Linked DNA regions of Mus musculus: region 2 is linked to region 1. A link is a contact called in public promoter capture Hi-C data. All regions are on one chromosome and are shown on one strand. Each heading gives the region's core, a stretch centred on a gene start, on an enhancer-like site or on the middle of the called end of the contact. The rest is flanking DNA. Distances are from core to core; before and after follow the strand shown.

Region 1 (7,176 bases), core at 1,716-4,215:
TAGCAAGAAACACTCCTCTATGGACTTTGCACCAGCTACTGCCTCCAGGTTCCTGGACTGACTTCTTATAGTGATATGAAAATGTAAGGGAAACAAATCATTTACTCCCAAAGTTGCTTTAGTAATGGTATTTCATCAGAACAATAGAAACCTCAACTAAGATATTACCCAAAGGAGAAGTGCATACGTTTGGAATCATTAGCTTTCCACCAGTGGAGCAGGGAAAGGGCTTATGAGGATCTGATCTTATAATTAATGGTTACCAGGGGAGAGGGCTCTCCAGTCCATACCCATCTCTGAATGCTATATAGAGAGTTTGCTGTTGTTGGAGGGACTTTTTTCATTCTGTGATATAGCAGTTTGTCAGTAGAAAAAGCAATATAACCACCCTGAACAAGTTCATGTATACTCCTAAAACCATGCAAAATAAAATTACTACATGGCCCATGACCTCACTTCATGGTATAGAGCTATCTGACTCTATTTTGTTCTGTAGAAAAATACCTGACAGCAAATAATTTTCAATGAACAGAAATTTGTTTCTTACAGTTTTGGAGATATGGAATTCCAAGTTTAAGATGCAGGCATCTGTGATGATATTCTTGCACTAGTAGGATGGAGTGCAGAAAAAGTGATGAATTAGAGGAAATAAAGATCTGTTCCATAATAAAGTCACTATTTTTCGTAGCAGAGACTTCATGTCCTAGTCATCTCTTCAATATCCCCCCTCTTAAGAGAACAGAAACTGTTCTGACAGCAGAAATTATATTCTACATGAATGTCAAAGAAAAAAATTCAAAAAATAACAATATAAAAGAATTGGAAACCAGATCTTCAAGAAATATCTACAACCCTTTCAAGACAGCACTATTTTCAACAGACTAGGAAGATGCCGATTCATTAAAGAAAGAATAAATTAAGGAAACATAGTTCATTCTTAGCGAGTAGAAAACTGAGTCGGAGGCAAGAGGCAGAATTGACTGAGCTGTTGTGTTTGTGGGAGCCAAGAAGAAACAATGAGTGCTTAGACGTAAGAACACTGGTGAATTCAAGCCTCATGCCCTGCCCTCTCCACTAGCCAAACAAATGAGTAAGAAAGGACAAATGCGGACCCAGTGTAACTCACACTCAGATTCATGGACACAGAGCTACTTGGGTGTGAAGCGGAACCAGTGCTGCAGAACAAAGCCAGGCACCCAAGGCTGGAGGGTCTGCAGCCAAAATGCTAGTGAGAGGAGAGAAAAGTGACCAGCTGGTGTGCTAGCCCAGAGAACAATGTCAGCAGGGAATACAGGATCACAAGATTGTCCTGGGCTTTGCCCTTCAAGGGCAGGCTGCTTTGGTCTGATTGCTCTGCATTCTATTATAGGCCTGGAAAGATCTCCCACAGATCTACACAGGTAGACCATCTATCCTGTAAGGGGACATTCATTCGGATGTCTGTGGCAGTGTGAGATGGAATATGACACTTCCTGAATTTCCAGGCTTCATATACATGAAATTCTGCCAGACCTGGAGAGGGAAAGGCTTAGCTGCACATAGCCCTCTCTGGCCTGGTCTCACTTATTCGAATTTTGGAAAGAAAATGACTCCTTCACAACTTCCACAAACAAACAAGCAAACAAAAGGTTTTGTTTTGTTTTGTTTTGTTTAATTTTAAAGCATTGCTGTGCCGCTTGCTTGTTATTTTGTTGTTGCTGTTTCTATTTCTTGTGTTTGGTTTAGTGTTGTTTTCTACACGACATCACACGACCTTCCTCTGCCTCTTCTCTCCACCTTCCCATTCCCTTTGTACTTAATTACTATGCTACTAGTAACATCAATTGTAGAGAAATAAATTAGAAGTCACTGGAATGAAATCTAAACTTAACAGGATACAGGAGCACAGTTTTAAGAAGGAAGTTTAGAGCTAAATACTTACACTAAAACATCATAAAGATCTCAAAAAGAAAAGATGCCAAACCTAAAGCCAAAAACTGAAAAGGAACAATGAACACTGAGGCAAAGAGTGATAAAATAGTGACTAAAAAAGCAACGTAAAGAATGAATGAGAGTAGGAAATGGTTCTTTGAAAAGATAATCAAGATTGATAAAGCATCAACAAAATTAGCCTACAGAAAAAAGAATGTGAAACTAATAAAGCTAGAGGTGAAAATGTGTGTGTTACAGTGTTTTCCTATTAGGTTCGGGGTCAGTGGGGATCACTCAGCAAGCTTACATTTTTAAAATGGAAAATCTAAGCTCAATGGATGTTTCTGCGCACAGCAGTTCTGCCAAAATTAAGGTGTGATCAAGCACATCACATAGAAGCACAAGAGGAATATGATTGAAGCAGAGATGAAGAACCTTCCAATGAAGAAAAGCCCAGGCCTGAGGGATTCCCTGCTGACTTCCTCCATGCTGTTCAAAGAGTTAACTCCACGGCGCCTCCCCAGCTGCTCTTTGGAATAGAAAGGAAAGGAGCACTGTTGAACTCATTCTATGAACTGAAGTAGTACACTGATGCCAAAACCAGATTAAAGACGTAAGGAAGAAACCCATCCATCAAGCCCCTTGGTGGACACAAATGGACCCACCCCTCCCCCCAATGAAATGCTTGCAAACTGAAGTCAAAGGCATATTAAAAAGAATTATCACGAACTGTGAGTCAAGTGAATTTCACGCCAAGGATACAAGGACGGTTCAATAAATGTGGCAAAGCATTTGAATAGATTTAAGAGAAACCACACAGCAATCGCAAAAGATCTTTGACTAAATTTAGCACTTGTATGAACAGAATATCTTGAAGAAACCAGCAATAGAAAGGATGTGTTTTGAGAATTCCCATCACGCCTACGTAGGTGAGATGATTGCTTAAGTACCTTTCTTTCAGGGCAAAAAGACCTCTCACGCGCAACCTTGTTGAACTATGAATGTGAGGATATGTGTGGTTGGCAGGCTCGAGCCAAGCTGGGCATTCAGGCGCATGCGTATCCTGCCTCCCTCCGCCACCGGCCTTCCAACACTGTCTTCAGTTGGTTCTCTCTTGAGTCTGCCACCTCCTGCTGAGCTGGGCCTCAGAGGTGGTGGCTCAGGATAGGTGTCCTCTACACTAATTGGTCTTCCTGGGTGTAGTCTGAGAGCCTGTGGTCTGAGAAGTCCCAGGCGCTTTGTGCAGTAGCAAAAACATCCTAGGCAATGGCTGCCATCCGGAAGAAACTGGTGATCGTGGGAGATGGAGCTTGTGGAAAAACATGTTTGCTCATCGTCTTCAGCAAGGACCAGTTTCCTGAGGTTTACGTGCCCACAGTATTTGAGAACTATGTGGCTGATATCGAAGTGGATGGAAAACAGGTGGAGTTGGCCCTGTGGGATACAGCTGGACAAGAAGATTATGATCGCCTGAGGCCACTCTCCTATCCCGACACTGATGTTCTCTTGTTATGTTTCTCCATTGGCAACCCTGATAGCTTTGGGAACATCCCACATAAATGGATTCCAGAAGTCAAGCATTTCTGTCCCAACGTGCCCATCATCCTGGTTGGGAGTAAGAAGGATCTTCGGAATGACTTCTACACGATACAAGAGTTAGCCAAGAGGAAGCAAGCGCCTGTGAGACCTGAACAAGGCCAAGGGTTGGCGAACAGCATTGGCGCTTTCGAGTATGTGGAGTGTTCAGCGAAGACCAAAGATGGAGTGAGGAGGGTCTTTGAAAAGGCCACAAGGGCTGCTCTGCAAACGAATCGAGTGAAGAAAAAGACTGGTTGCTTTGTCTTTTGAAGTATTTGTGCAAACACAGTCCCGGTACAGTTAATTTTCAAGTGCTATTTACAAATGTTATGGTGTAATTGCTAGCCTTTTTGTTTGTTTGTATGTCCGAGATTACAAATCAGAAGTCATCTTGCTGTCAATGTTTAGAAAGCAACCATGATTACTAATGACATCCTCTAGGTCTGACCTGCCAGGGTCCTGACTCTTCTGTCACAGCCCATTCTGCACTCCACCTGAAACATCAGGCACTAATTGAAGAATTTATTATCTCTAGAAAGAGAAACGGTAACTTTGTCGTTTAGAATGTAACTCTTTCTGACCTGCCCAACCTACCATCTGTGAGCTGGGAAGAACGCAGTTGAGTCACCACTTAAGAGTTTACTCCCTAACAACTTTCACTGCCATCTTTATTCTCTTGGAAATCTCTCTCCAGGCAGCTGTGGTAGAGTAACAGCTCTGTGGTTTCCTGTGAGTTACCTTATAGTTACTGTGTAAGTAGTGCCACTTAGTGTATGTCACCAGAATGAAGAAGATCTACCCCAGACTAGATGTAGCATTTTTGGTATATTTGTATTCTCTGATACTGATATTTGTCATTCTCACAGCAAGCATACTGGTTGAAAGAAAGAATTTGGAAATAAAGTCATATGGAAAATTAACTTTTACAGTTTCATTTTTTCCCTTTTCTGATAAAATACAACCACATATTGTAGCCTTTTCACACTCTGGTACCCATTTCTTGAACTGGGCTGAGTGAATAGGGATCTGGTTGCACACCTAAGGCAATGAATCCTTGAAGGTGCTACAGCCCCTCTAACCTGGTCTGCAGGGTCTGGGTCTAAGTCACGGAGCCTCTGTTCTTTACACATTATTGACATTGCCTCCCAGAGAGCCACCTATTCTTATGGACGGCATGGGGTGGGGTGTGAAGGTTCTTTCTCTCCGGTGACTAAATGTTTTTCTATGTCTTAATTTTTCCACATTTAAGAATAATGCAGTTTTCTGGATGGATGTGTGTGAATATTTGTGTATGTATGGGGGGGGGGCTGTATATGGCAAACCAGTAGCCAACATTGCACTCAATACAGTCTCCCTAAAATAGGGAGTGAGACATGAGTGTGCATCTCTTCCCTTCTTACAGTATTTGAAGTCCTAGGGCAATAGGCAAATGCAAAAATGAAAAAAAAAAACATGTATACAAATAGTAAAGGGTTCATGTTATTACTACTTCAAATAACACTGTCCGATACTTAAGAGATCCGAATGGCTTCTAGAAAGAAAGAAAATCATCGATTTGTTAGCACTTTTAGTCAAGTGGTAGAACTTAAATCAACACGTGAAGATCAGTAGCTCCAAGTCAGGAACGGCTCAGTGGGTAGAGAACTTCGCATGTAAGCATGGTAACTTTAGTACAAAGCTAGATGTGGTGGTGAACATCTAAAGCTCCAGCATTGTTATGTTTATCTAGGAGGAGGAGATGGGAGAATCCACAGAAGCTCATGGGCCAGCTAGCCTGGCTTATGTGTTGCTGCAAAACCAGTAAGAAGCCTGTGTCAACAAGGGGGCAGGCAAGAGCTAACTGTAGTACCTTGTCCTCTCACCTCAATCTATCTGTGTGTACTCAGGTACCCACATTCAACAGACATACTAACAGACACTTTAAAAATCAATCCTTTTTGTACCAATAGCTAATTTCCCAATAAAAAGAAAAACAGGTACAAATGTAACCCATAACAAAAAAAAAAAAAAAAAAAAAAAGAAGAAGAAGCAACAAAATATCTAGAAATAATTCTAGTAGAGGTATGGCTTAGTGACTTTTATATTACTGTGAAGAGATATCACGACCAGGCAATCTATAAAAGAAACCATTTACCTGGGGGTTTGCTTACAGTCCATGACAGCAGGCAGGAAGGCATGGTTATAGGGCAGTAACTGAGAGCTTACATTTGATCCACAAGCAGGAGGCAGAGAAGGCTAACTGAAATGGTGTAAGCTTTTGAAATCTCAAAGCCTACCTCCAGTGACTTAACTCTAAAAGGGCCACACCTGCTACTCTTTGCAGTTCTACCAATCTGGGGACCAAATATTTAAATATGTGAACTTATGGGGCGGTTCTCATTCAAGCCACCACAGGAAGTGAATGACCTCTAATGAAAGCAGTTTTTCAATGGTATTTTAAAAGTATTTAAGAAAATACTAGAAAGTGGGATATTCACTCTCAAATCACAGGTAGACAAAACAGCCTCTTCAAGAAATTGTTCTGGGGAAACTAGGTATCCATATATAGAAAATGAAACTAGATCTATAGCTCTTACACTGGAAAAAACCCTGAAACTATTACAGATAGACATAGAGAAAACACAAACTCCAAGTTACATAACATAAATAAGTTTTTGAAATATATTCCAATAGCATAGTCTATAATTGTAAGGAACTTACAAATGAGATTGCATGGTTGCAAAGTTTCTCTATGGCAGAGAAAACAATAAGCATAGTTGTTAGATTGCCTACAGAGTCAGAGAAAATTCTCAGCAACTAGGGTTTTGAAGAGATTAGTATTTAGATTTTTAGTAAATCAAACACTGGAAGAACAAAAAAATTTCATTTCATAAATGAGCAAGTTGATCAGGTGGTTGTCAAAAACAAGCAGAAATAATCAAGAAATACATGGGGGAAAGTGTTCAATATTCCTTTGCTATGAGGGAAATCCAAATTAAAATTCTTTTAAGATGCCATACCACCACAAGAAGAATGGGTACCATCAAGGAAATGTAATAAATTCTGGTAAGGACATGGGAAAAGAGAAACCCACATACACTTTCAAGAAGTGGATACTGGCAATCAGTGGTAGGGCCATCTAAGTATTTTTCTAAAAAACAAAAAAACCAAGCAAAATCCCATCTAACAGAACTAAAATATGACTAAGCTACCACTTCTGGCTATATATTTGAATGCAGACATAACTGCAAAGCATGACACTTGTCGTTTTATTTATTTATTTGTTTGCTTGTTTGTTTGTTTTTATTAATATATTTTAATTAGGTATTTTCTTCATTTACATTTCAAATGCTATCCCAAAAGTCCCCCATACCCTCCCTCCCTCCCTCTCCCCTACCCACCCACTCCCACTTCTTGGCCCTGGTGTTCCCTGTACTTAGGCATATAAAGTTTGCAAGACCAATGGGCCTCTCTTTCCACTGATGGCCGACTAGGTCATCTTCTGATACATATGCAGCTAGAGTCACAAGCTTTGGGGGTACTGGTTAGTTCATATTGTTGTTCCACCTATAGGGTTGCAGATCCCTTTAGCTCCTTGAGTACTTTCTCTAGCTCCTCCGTTGGGGGCCCTGTGATCCATCCAATAGCTGACTGTGAACATCCACTTTTGTGTTTGCCAGGCACTGGCATCGCCTCACAAGAGACAGC
Region 2 (7,176 bases), core at 3,303-5,802, 470 kb after region 1:
GTAAAACAGTGAGCAGACTTGATGAATTAAATGCCAGCCTTGAAAAGGGCAGAAGTGTGTCTAGTTCCCAGGTTTCCCCTCGTCCGTGGACTACACTGGGATGATTTTAACAACCAGTTTTCCATTTGTGCGCAGTGACTTAGCACATCATTTTTTTCTGATACAAGCTTAATGGCTGGATTATGTGAGAAATAAAAATTCCAGCTTGCATCAAGATGCACATACTTGTGTTTCATATTTCTCTCTTCTTTCCCTACTTTATATGTATTAATTAAAAATGAGATGGATATTATCTATAAATCTACTGGTGAAGAAGGAAAAATCTGGAGACTTAATAATAGTGAAAATGAGGTAACCATGCCACACTTGTGCTAATAAACTTAAGAAACAGCCATTCTATACACATCAAACTCCTGTAGTCTGCCAAATATCCTATTGGGATGATAATTACCAGACCAAGATCCTTAAGTCAGTAAATTAACCCTTTATCTATTTTTCTTCAGCCTGAATTTTTTTTTCTTTCTGTTTTTAAGAGTTCAGTTTCTGGGTTTCACATTTGGTTTATGAGAATTAAACTATTATGAGGCATTTTAATTGCATAGGACACAACTATAATTGAAATTTATCCATTTTTTGTTTGACATTTTAATTGTCTCATTAGCCAGAAAACAGACTCTGGACAGCCAAGGTGAGCCTTCATTATAAATTTGAAAAATAGAGGGGCCCCCTACCTACTCTATCCCAAGGTTGCTTGTTTCCATTCTTTCTGCTGGCCCTCATGGCTTCAGTCCTGTTCCCCTCCAACCCCCAGTACCTGATCGTGTTCCCCTCTTCTCCCCCTTCCCTTTCCACCCAGGTCCCTCTTCCCTTTCCACCCAGGTCCCTCTCTCCCCGACTCCCCACTCCCCCCCTTAGATGAAATGCCCTACAGTGGAGAGAGGGAACTAGTAGAGTCCACCTTCAGTAGAAAAACAGGGAGGTCGTGAAGTGGAGGGATGGGGTTGCCATCCCACATTCAATTGTTCCTGTCTTGAATTCCTGAATTGTTTTGTCCCTTTTGCAGGGACAAAAATGGAGAAGAGCCTGAGGAAAAGGAGGTCCAATGTGACTGGCCCAAAGTTGAATCCAGGTCAGGGGGAGGTCCCAACATCTGTCACTAACACTTTTATACTTACAAACAGGGACCTATCATGACTGTCCTCAGAAAGGCCCAACAAGCAGCTGAAAGAGTAAGATGCAAATATTTATACCCAACCAGTGGACAGAAGATGGTGATCTCTGTGGTTGAATTAGGAAAAAGCTGGAAGAACCTGAGGAGAAGGGTGACCCTATAGGTAGAACAGCAGTCTCAACTAACCTGGACCCCTGGATCTCTCAGACACTAAGCTACCAACCAGGCAGCATACACCAGCTGATATGAGGCCCCAAACACATTTACAGCAGAGGACTGCCGGATCTGGACTCAGTCAGAGAAGATGCACCTAACCCTCAAGAGACGTTAGGGGGGACATCTTCTTGGAGACTTGGTGGAGGGGAGTGGGATGTGGAACAGTCAGAGGGTGGACAGGGAGGGGGATAAAGTTTGGACTGTAAAAAAATGATTAAAGGATAAAAAAAAAATGAAAAAACAATTTTTAGTGGTTTGAAGTCATGATTCCAGGTTTCCCCTGAAGTCCTTTAAACACAGGGAAAATTTTTATTCACATTTTATTTTACTTATGACATCTAATATTGTCTATAAGTTATGTTTTAAAGATTTATTTTTATTTTACATATTGTAATGTTGTGCATCTGTAACCCACAAAGCCAAAGGACGAAACTGGCTGACTTGAAGCTGGAGTTTCACAGGATTGTGAGTCACCACATGGGTACTGGGTAGCAAACACCATCATCTGCAAAAGGTCAAGGTCTCTCAACCACTGAGCAGTCCATCTAACTTTTCTTGATGCCCTGCTTAAAGGTACTTAATATGAACTCACATGTTGCTCCTCTCTGTGCTACAGCAAAGTTAATATATAGAACATCCCCCAAGAGTCCTGAGACGGTAAGATCATAGAGCCGAACACCCTGCCTCTCTCTAGAGGTAACTGATACCTTATGTGGTCACTACTTCCTTGTTATGCTTCAGTTTGGATACATATGTTTGTTTGCCTAATAATGTGGGTTTATTTTTCTATGTTTTTAAACTATAAAAGTAGATCCATGAATTGGAGCATTCTCATGTAAGCATCCATTGTGTTTCCTTGGCTCACCATTCAGTTGATGAGAGTCGTGAGTATATGTATGTGTATCTTACTTTATAGACTCATCTATTCACATTATTTGATTATCCAGTGAAAATCTCAAACATAGTATGCCTAAAACCACATTCGTTTAAAAACAAAAACTGCTTTTATCAAGTGATCATAGCCACCCCCCCCCCAACTCTTCTCCAATATACCTCACTCAACTTTTGAGTCTTGCTCTCTCTCTCTCCCCCATTTTACTGAAACCCATCAGGTCCTGTCTGTGTTGACCTACTTCCCTTGGGCATGGGACCTGTCCTGGAGTGTGATTGACCTACTGGGGTCACACTATAAAAGTAAACTGACTCCATGAGATGAATCCCTTACCTGGTACTGTTAAGAGATCCAAGACCTTGTGGTTAGATAGATCATAGGCCCTAAAGAGAGCCCATACCATAATTATGCTAAACGGGGAGAGTATTAAAATGATTTCTGGAGAGGTGGGTCAGCAGTTAAGAGCACTATCTGTTCTTCCAGAGGATCCAGGTTCAATTCCTAGCACCATCAACTCTCCATAATCTGGTTCCATGTGATTTGACATCCTCACACAGACATACATGCAAGCAAAACACCAATGCACATATTATATATATATATATATATATATATATATATATATATATATATATACTTCTAATGACATACCCTAATCAATTTATCTCTCATCCCTATTAGAGGATCTTCTTCTTGTAATAAAAGCTCCTAATTGGTCAGTATGTAGAAAATAAGAGATTTCAAAGTGCTCAGTCCTGAATAAAACGTCTATATCACATCCTTCCCTTCAAGGACTAGGGGTTTTTGAGGAATAGGGGCCAGAAAGATTGTAATAATAAAAGGTAGTAAATGATTTTAAGAAAGCAGTGTTTTACAGACACAATCTATTTTTATTTTATGTGCATTGGTTAGTCATGCATTTGAAACCCACAGCAAATGTGACAATATGTCCAAGACCTGTGTAAGCTCAAGCAAGTTAAAAATCCCAACATGGAGCAAGGAAAGTGGGCATGAAATCCATTCCTAGCAGAAGAACTGTTGGCATTTGATAATCCTGGGAACAGGAGTCAGCAAATCAAACAATAAAAAACTAATCACCATGATTGATATGATTATTAGACTATATGACTGTTATTATGTTATTATACATTAGTATAGTTAGACATATATTAAATATCTAATAGATATTAGACATTTTAGACTACATGAGACACACAGTTGAATATAAAGAGTACACTTATAATTATTTTCTAACATCCAAGCAGAAAGAAATAAGGTAAAATATCCAGGATATTCCTCAAAAATATTATTATTGATAAAAATAACAGATTCCATATAGCTTTTGAACTTAACAGTTCAAAGTTTAAGAAGAAGGTAAATATTATAATAAATATCCAATATTAACTCCTAATTATATTTTCAAATAATTGAGTATGAGAGTTTGGATGTATGTTCAAATATTTTATTGAGAATTATTACAACTACATTCATAAAGGATATTAATATTAGCCTATAATTTTGGTTAAATTTTTGTATGGTTTTGGTACCATGGTGATAGTGGCTTCATAAAAGAATTAGAAAGTGTTCCTTGACTATTTTGTGTACTAATTTGAGGATTGTTGACATTAATTATTTTTTAGTAGAATTCTACTCAGAATTCATTTGATCCTCAGCTTTTTTTTTTTTCCTTAGAAGACTTTTAATTACTGCTTCTATTTCACTAGAGGTTATGGCCTGTTTGAATTGAGGTAAAGTACTTAACAATCTCAGTACTGAAATAGTTTTAAATAAGCTGTATCCGGAAAATGAGCTGCTTATGTAAGGTACAAGAATCCCTTCTGAATTTCAGGGTTTAAAAAGAAAATCATAAGCAAATATCTTGAAGAAATACCCTTGCACACAAAACTTAGAATATAAAGCAAATTAGTGTTTCTTACACTTGGTTCCCAAAACACTGACAATTTTTCCAGGATTCATTAACTGTTGACCAGTTTATAGGCTATCTTTCTCCTCTCTCAGTTACAAAATACTTATTCATTTTTCTACTTCTACAAATACTTTTTATTTTCATTTTTTTAAGCATACATTTCCTTTAAAGTTAACATACATACGTCCTTCAGTTCCCTCCCTTTTGAGACAGGAATCATGACGGTAGAAGGAGTCCTGAGGACCCCATTTTTGTATGTCTAAAATATTCAGGAGTAGACAATGTTCCCTTTCAAGGCACTGACCCTTCCTGATTTATCCGCTTCTCCTTCTGGACTTATCCATGTGGGAGAACATTGCCAAACCCCATTTGTCTTTTCCTGCCAGCGTCCCTGTGTCGTGACATTATGGCACTTTGTTCTGCAGAAGTATTTTTAAAAGGTGACAAGCCTGTTTCTGTGGAACATTTAAATAATAAAAAGCAGTTTTAATTAGTCTCTGGAAGCTGCTGGGAAGATGGCAATGGAGCACAGCAGCTCACACAGTGTTTGCTTTATGCTTCTTGGGTTATATCCGTCTACACGTGAATATAGCTATGATATATGCAGGCCACTCTTCCAGAATATTTTACTCTTTCTCTGCTAGGAAAAAAAATGTTCTCATATTAAAGCCTTTGCAGAATACATTTTATTATTTCTGGAACTATTTGCTGAGGTAATTAAAAACATTTCCATTTCACTTTGCTAAATTAAGATTTCCCTGATGCCCAATTCACAACATTAAGGAAACAGAAACACTAGAGAACTCAGATGGTAGTTTAATGTTGTTTCTGCTTAGCCACTTTGGGTTTTCTTTACGAAATGAAGCACTTAAACATGCACAAGCTCCTTTTGCTTTCACCATTTGCATATGATCGCTGTCTCATTCCAGACAATGGTCCTGTGAGTCCACTCCCTGGTTACATCTACTCATATTACATTGTAATAATTGGTACATGTTTCTCTCAAAATGTGAGAAAAATTGTGACCCGTGTCCCATGTGTACTGTCAGCATGGTGGTAGCTGCGCGTACTATTTGCTAAGTAAATCAACGTATGAGCAATGACCCATTAGCAATTTCTCTGAAGCACTCCTGAGGCTCCTGAATATTTTTTTTCCAATTTCCACAATATTCTCAGTGTAAATGGTTTCCTTTATTTGGGTTTTAGAACAATATACCATATATTCTCTGTCCTTTCTCCCCTATATGAGACCATGATCTCAGCCCTCAGAAAGGGCATTCATTTGGGAAATTAAACTGTGCCAAGCTATGGAATTTCAAATGGAGATATATTTAGGTTCAGTACTCCCTTAATTATATTGTCAAATTATTTCCAGTATCTTTCAAAGCTTAATAAAATGCATTAAATCATATTCTGATGTTTAAAAGAATGAGAATAACCATGAAAACTGCAATTCAGTGCCAGCGAATAATAACAGTGTAAAGTAAAAACACATAGAGTCTATTTTAATCACATCCTCAGTAAAATATTTATACAGTGTTGTTTCACAATTAAAAATTTAATAATTTAGAGAGTTTGAAAAAACAGAGTCATAATACCAGAAGAAAGGAAAATGTAAATTAAAATGTAGAGGAAACTGCTTAAGAGAAAGAAATAGCTCAGAACATCTTCAATATTTCCCATGACTGTGGAATTAAAGGATCTAAAATGATGTAAAGTTGACTCATCAATTACAAACACTTGCAGACTCTTGCAGTAGAGTTGGGTTAGGTTTCCAGCATCCACATCAGGCAGCTCACAGTCACCTGTAACTCTAGTTCCAAAGATTCTCATGCCATCTTCTGGCCTTCACAAGTACCTGGATGCATGTCATATATACACGAACACATAAGATAAATCTTCTTTAAAAGTCTGACCCTAGGGATCAGTTTAACTATATAGAAATTAGCAGGAAGATTATAGACGTGAAAGTGTTCACCTTATTTCTCTGCCTTTCGACATAACAAATGACTATTAATAACAATGTAGAAAAAAATAACTAAAGAAATTAATACCTGAGCATAGTTCTTAATCTCTCAAACATTTCAAAGAGGCTCTGAAACGTCCATCACCAGAGGTGACCAGGGGTCATCAGAAACAAAGACAAATAGTTGGGAGCCTTTCAACTTAAACTAGCCTCCATGGTAACCTCTACACCTGCCCCCTATTCCATGTCATCTGTCATTGATTCCTAGTGTTCAAAGTATCAGTTTTAAGCATTCATAGCTTTGTGTAGAATTACTCATATACATAAATGTATACCTCCTTACATTTTTAAACAGACATCATTTTTGGAAGGTATGAGATTCCTTTAAATTTTAAAATAATTTCTTTTCCCTCTCTTAATAAATATCTTCTTTGAGGAAAGTCAGGAGAAATCAAAATAATTGATGATTTGATAGCAAATCCTTTAAGGTACAGTTGTGACTAAGAATATATAAATGGCCTATGTTGTTTAATGAAATTATTTATAGAACACTGTGCAAAAAAATATCACAAACCAACAGAATCACAGATTCCCCACATTTGTAAACCACTACCCAATTGAGATCGAAATATCAGAGTTCATATACATTTGAAATTGTGCCTGTTTGGGTGTTTTGGTGTAAAATAGAACTGAAGAGACTATATACAAGGTATAGTGATTATAAACATTATTATTATTTAATGTCACTTAACAAAATTAATAGCATTAAGACAAATTATTCAGATATAAAACAAAATTTCTCTTTGACTTGTTATATCTTTTTATAGTTGCAACTTTTTATCTTAATTATAGATATTTTAGCTTTAAGCTGCATTGTGATAAATAATTTTAAAATTTAATAAATAAAATGAAAATGTAATAACTGTATGAGGAATGAATATGGTTATGAAAACTTAAAACAAATAAAGTTGAGTAGCTCAGAGTCACATGCCTATAATTCCACA

What was found. Promoter capture Hi-C pulls out the DNA fragments that hold promoters and counts their contacts.
Region 2: a contact with region 1 is called in a promoter capture Hi-C map of neural stem cells. The contact joins the enhancer-like site here to the promoter of 4930544G11Rik in region 1. A contact is called at or near these places in 11 of 39 promoter capture datasets (the 3T3-L1 cell line, the HPC-7 cell line, cranial neural crest and 8 more) and 3 of 9 other capture datasets (adipose tissue, liver and macrophages).

What each region holds. Positions count from the first base shown.
Region 1 is chr6:65,949,606-65,956,781 of GRCm38.p6, forward strand. 4930544G11Rik (RIKEN cDNA 4930544G11 gene) reads left to right here and starts at 2,966. Exons shown (of 1, transcript NM_001161773.1): 1 at 2,966-4,409. The coding sequence starts at 3,178. The coding sequence ends at 3,759.
Region 2 is chr6:66,415,094-66,422,269 of GRCm38.p6, forward strand. No RefSeq gene overlaps it. Among named protein-coding and RNA genes, the nearest start is that of 2610300M13Rik, 48 kb to the right of the region's middle. Within about 2 kb of position 4,553, at least 7 of the 459 cell types and tissues checked have an H3K27ac peak or open chromatin away from gene starts, as enhancers often do. A contact at or near this core is called in neural stem cells, where this site is marked.